2 separate regions of the Zea mays genome follow, and region 1 is linked to region 2. The links are chromatin contacts, called in public Hi-C maps. All regions are on one chromosome and are shown on one strand. The core of a region is the stretch at or near the end of the contact, and the rest is flanking DNA. Distances in the headings are between cores, read along the strand shown.

Region 1 (2,700 bases), core at 8-2,507, 160 kb before region 2:
GGTGAACTGGGAACAGCACATGACATCGACACCACAACTTGTACCAAAATTGCAGTTGCAGTGAGGACCCAACCAGAGTACTACTTTCATCTATATACCTCGTGACATATCGAAACAAATATCTCAGTATGCAACCCAAACAAAAAAGGAAAAGTTCATTTTCGAAATCATAAAGGTGTTTCTAAAAGCACCAAATTGATTATTCCAAAAACACTCAGACACAGAACAAGTTTATTAAGCTTTACGGCAACAAAAAGACGTTCTTTACAGAACCAAGTTGAGAGCTCAAAATCACTTCAATCCACAACACAAGAAAGTCGAGGGAAAAGGCCAAAATTCTACCTCTGCCGAAAATTCGAAATAATGAGCACAGACAAAAAGTATACTCGAGCACAAGCCGTAAAATGAGCTTCTCTCATGAAAAGAATCAAAACAAGAAGTCTAAGATCCAAATTTGATGTACGCCAGACCAAATAACAGAAATAAGTAGCGGGGGCAGGAAACGAAAGAAATTAAAGCATGCTCAATTTTCAATTCGATGGAAATTCCAACGAGATCGGCAGTAAAAGGTCAGCGAAATTGAGCTCTGGACATAATGAAAACCAAAGATCTAAGCCCTACGCAGCTAACAGGGCAACAGACTAACTCGCAGTTCTTCAGATTTTTTTATGTTGAAGCGCTCAGCAGCACCCCAAGTCCACAAAAAATGCGAGAACTAAAGCAAAACTCGACTTTGAAAAACATGCGCAAAATCTGCCGGGGTATTCGTTCAGAAAACAACCAGAACCAAATCAATCACAAAACGGCAGATATCCAACAGGAACAGCCGAACAGCGAGCGGAGCAGATCGACACCTGGAATGTGCTCTTTAGCGGCTCCTCTACTGCAAGAAAGAAATTGCTGCAGTTCAGTGGCCAAGAAGAAGAAAAAAGGCGAATCTTTTCCTGGTTCTTTGCAAAGAAGAGGAGGAGCACAAGAGAAGAAGACTCACGCTGCTCCATGAGCGCCGAGAACTGCTTGATTGCCTCCTCGGAGGTGGCCGCCATTGCCCTCAACAGGGTACTTGGGGTCAAAAGCCGGGTCTTTCCTGCCTTTTCCAGCTCTCCGTTCCTCTCCTCCTTTCTCCCTATGTTTCTCGCCCTCTTGTTTTGTTCTTGTGCGCTTCGTCGCCAGTCGCCACACCACCAAACCGTGTGGTACAGTGATGTTTGTGGGGCTCAGCTCCGGTGGTTCGCCGGCGATCCTAAGGTTCGGGCCTTCGGGACCTACAGAGTGGTGAGGGGTCCCGTCTCTTAAAAAGGATCAGGCGAGCTTAGTTTTTTTCTCTCTTTTCTTCTGTATCTCTATCGGGTTTTATTTTGAGAGAGGTTATTCCACCAGGTATTTATGTTGTTTATTTATTTACGTTGACATTTATAGCAGCGCGGAGTTCTACTCCAACTCGAGAGATCAACCGGTCACTAGATATGACCAAACGAGCCGTCCGGTTCAGGCTGGTGAAACTTGGCCCGTTTAGGACATAGGCCGATAGACATGTCTATCAAATCGGATCAGGCCTTAATGACTCGGGGACTTTAGATCACTAGCACGGTGTGAGCCTAAACGTGTCGGGTTTGTATAGCTAGCCTGACCTAGAAACAGGACCGTGTCGACCCAAGCTCGTTTTACATATGTGCACAACTAAATTAGCACAACAGGTTGGACGGAACCATGAGCGTTGAGGTGTCGTTGCCTCGTGGAGGCGTCGCGACGGCGGATCCCGACCAGTGATCTGGTTGTGGCTTGTCGTCGGTGGAGCTGTTTGGTGGTGGTGGCGGTGACTTCCTCCCCTTTTCCCCTCGGCGGTTTCTAGGTTCAGGTGATCTCCTTCCTCCTGCTTCCCTGCCCTCTGGTCTTCTCAATTCCACCTAAATGGACCTAGCAAAATTGGATTTTCGGCCGGGGATCGTCTTCGAGGATTCTCTCAGGCTCTGTCTGGCCTCTTCGGTTTATCCAGCTCGTCCGAGCCTTCCCTCGACTTTCTGGTTGGTGATTTCATTTGGTAGATGCATTTTCAAGCTGAACTCAGATTTTGTTGGCTACCTTCTCCAAGCTGCCCTGGGAGGATTTACGACAGGCTTTGAGGTTCATCAGCTTTCTGATCGGGTTTTCTGTTTTTCGTTTTCCTCTAAGGCTGTGGATTTTCATATCTACAATTCAAAGTGTATTGATCGTGTGGAATTCAGAGCCTTTTTCAATCTTTGGAATCATGGTGGCCCTAATTGGATTCATGAGTACAAGAAATTTATTGGTGAAGAGAATGCTTCCTGGTTGACTATTCGGGGCAAGAAGAGTATATATTACGCAGATATTGTTAAGCTCCCTCTCTCTGGTGCTAATGCGGTCCCGATTCTCAACAAAAAGGAGATCTCTTGCGGTGTTGGGCATCCGGATCAGGCTAGAATTTCTGCGTTCAGACGCCTAGGATCTTCTCTTAGTAATTCAGAATTTCAGGGCTCGTGGTATTCGTCTTCTCCGCGGAGGTTAGGACCTCGGGGACTTCGGATTCCGTCGATTGCGAAGATCAAGCCAATTCCCATGAATGTTCCTCGCCGGGGGGCGTCTTCCTCGGTGATTTACTCTGGTCTTAATGGAGGTGTTCATGGCAGCGGGCTTCGTGGGCGTTCAAATTTACAAAATTCAAATTCTGATTTAACTCGG
Region 2 (2,700 bases), core at 172-2,671:
TACCCGAACCTTAATCAAGGCTAGGCGGGGGTCCAGAGCCGACACGTGTCCGGATCATATCGCATATGCCTCTGCTCCCCGCTCAGGCGGAGACCCGATGCTGCCACGTGGCCAGCTGCACGTGACGTAAGCCAACGGGCGCAGCCTGAAGTAAGGTCTCTGGGCCGCGCGTCCTCCGCATTTATTGCGGATGAGGCACACCGCCTGTCAAACTAGCATGTGATGTGTCGCCTCAGCATTTAATGAGCCCTGTCCACTCCGCTGGCAGGCGATGTGCCGCCTCAGCATTTAATGTGCCCTGTCCACTCCACTGTGCTCATCATCACTCGTACGTTGCCAGGGAAGCTTCCGCTGCACGCCAATGCTACGCAGACCGCGGATATTAGAGCGCAAGGAGATTGCACTGGCGACTAGGATTAGTTGCTCCAAGCATTACGTCTGTTATGTTCCTGGGCCCGCATGTCGGGGCTCATCACTCATGTACGTGCCCCTTGAGCTATTAAAGGGGAGGCACGCAACAATACAATGAAGCTCACTCAGACACACTTAGACTCTCAGACTCACAAGTTCATACAAGCTCACAAGCTCAATACATCACACAATAGAGTAGGGTATTACGCTCCGGCGGCCCGAACCACTCTAAACCCTTGTGTGTTCTTGTGTTCGTTCATCGCTTAGTAGACAGGCAAAACGCTTAGGCCCCTCCTTATCTTAGGATTTAGGGCGGGTGCGTTCCGCCACCCGGCCGGAGAATTTCCTCTCCGACAGACCCAAATAGCCCAAAATGCCTTAATATGCCAGACCGACCCATATACATACAACAGTAATACAAAGACAAAAAGTATAAAATATATATGACCAAAATAAAACTAAGATGTTTTGTGGATGCACATTACCCTTTGGTCGAAAAGAAAAAAAATATTACAATTAGCTTAGAAATAATATTCAGTTCTCTGTTCAGTGTTTAATTGAGTACTATACAACCATACAGAATACATATATAATGACCATCATCACTATTTACTATACCCATCTAGGTATTGGTTTTCGAAGGTCTATTGAAGCTCTAGACTCTCCAAATTATGCTGGTAATGTAGGTTTTGACGGGCCTTAGTTAAATACTAAGTCTATATTTATTGGGCCTCGATGAGCCTTAGTTAAATGGGTCGTGCCAGACCAGCCTATGGGCTTGACTTGAGGCCCACGCACGACCCACATATTGGGCCGTGCCGACCCAGACCCACAATTAGGTTGGATCGTGCCAGATCTATGCCGTGCCAGAAATTGTGTGCTTTGGGCCGGCGTATTAGGCACAGCACAAATGTACACCTATATAATCCGTATGAAACGGAGTTCCGAGCACGAGGCACACTGTTCTGTGCTTGCTAAAATGGGCCGGCCGTCGGCCTGGTCCTGGCCCACTTATGCCCATCCTCCCGATGCTTCTCCGTCCCCAAAAAATCTCTACTACGGCCCTACCTGCTCTACTCAAAACTACCTAAACCAAGCACAAGCACCAAACACTCAAACAGACAGGAAGCCCGCCGAACATCACAAGGCTGCGAACCTCCTAGAAGCTCGAGGAGATGCTCTCCAAGCTGTCGGCGTGGTTCGTGAACCCGCGGAGGAATCCGCTCGCGCGTCTCCACCGGAACGCCGTCGCCTCCCGCCTCCGCAAATACGGTCCGTTCCCTCCTCTTCCGCGCGCCCGCACTGTGCCTAGGATTTGGTGACGATCGAATCAGCCGGCAGCGGCTGCCTGCTAGCGAGGTTCGCCGGCGGTCCTGATCGGTTTCCTTGCTGTCGTCGGCGCAGGGCTCAGGTATGACGACCTCTACGACCCGTACCACGACCTAGACATCAAGGAGGCGCTGGCGCGGCTGCCGCGGGAGGTGGTGGACGCCCGTAACCAGCGCCTCAAGCGGGCCATGGACCTCTCCATGAAGCACCAGTACCTACCCGACGACGTCCAGGTCAGGATTCATGCTTGTTCCTCCCTCTGTAATTTGTATTTGTTATTATATACGAATTGGGGAAGAAACCGAATTTAGTTTTAGACAATTCCATTCATGTGGTGGTTCGGTTCGGTTGCCATATTGAGTTTAGGTGGATGAGTATAATTTGATGAGCAAATATTGAATGATTATATTGAGGTTCTGTTTGGAAGAAACTCAGGTTTTAAGAAACCAGTTTTTATTTTTACCTATCTTCTAGTGTGTGTGGGTTCGTGCGGAATTGTAAGAGGTTTTCTCCTTTTTATCTTATCTTTTCTTCTTAATATAATGATACGTAGTTCTCATGTGTTTTCGGAAAATAAAGTTTTTATTTTTAGCTAGGAGGGGCTAGCTTCTTGGTTTTTAAGAAACTGTGAATCCAATTTTTATAAATTGAGGCATAAGCTGGTATGTTTGGAACCACCTCATGTAGTACTAGTATAGTAGTGTGGTGGATGTTTTCTAGCTAAGTCTCAGAAAGTGCTGGTCGCTGATCCTGGTAGTGGCATGAGTGTGGCCCGAAAGCATCCTATCCAAGTGCACCGTCCGAACGCCCGTGTATGTGGACCGGACCGGATGTAAGTAGTGGTGGTGTGGCGCCTGCGTGCGTGGATGGGAGCTGGGCTTCACAGCTGGCTTGTATGGAGATACATATACTCTGTCTTGTAGAAGAGGAGGGTATGCATAATGAGAATTATCAACAGAA

Evidence for each region. A called contact is a pair of places that touch in the nucleus more often than the background predicts.
Region 1: a Hi-C map of leaf shows a contact between it and region 2, with 7 times the contacts expected there. The contact joins the promoter of LOC100216821 here to the promoter of LOC103649017 in region 2. A contact is called at or near these places in 7 of 25 Hi-C or Micro-C datasets (bundle sheath, ear, endosperm and 2 more) and 1 of 3 datasets of contacts at active chromatin or transcription factors (leaf).

Annotation. Positions count from the first base shown.
Region 1 is chr2:159,161,513-159,164,212 of Zm-B73-REFERENCE-NAM-5.0, reverse strand. It overlaps LOC100216821, which reads right to left and starts at 1,257. Exons shown (of 11, transcript NM_001143217.1): 1 at 992-1,257; 2 at 855-883. The coding sequence starts at 1,046.
Region 2 is chr2:159,004,331-159,007,030 of Zm-B73-REFERENCE-NAM-5.0, reverse strand. It overlaps LOC103649017 (cytochrome b-c1 complex subunit 7), which reads left to right and starts at 1,421. Exons shown (of 4, transcript XM_008673370.4): 1 at 1,421-1,683; 2 at 1,816-1,973. The coding sequence starts at 1,587.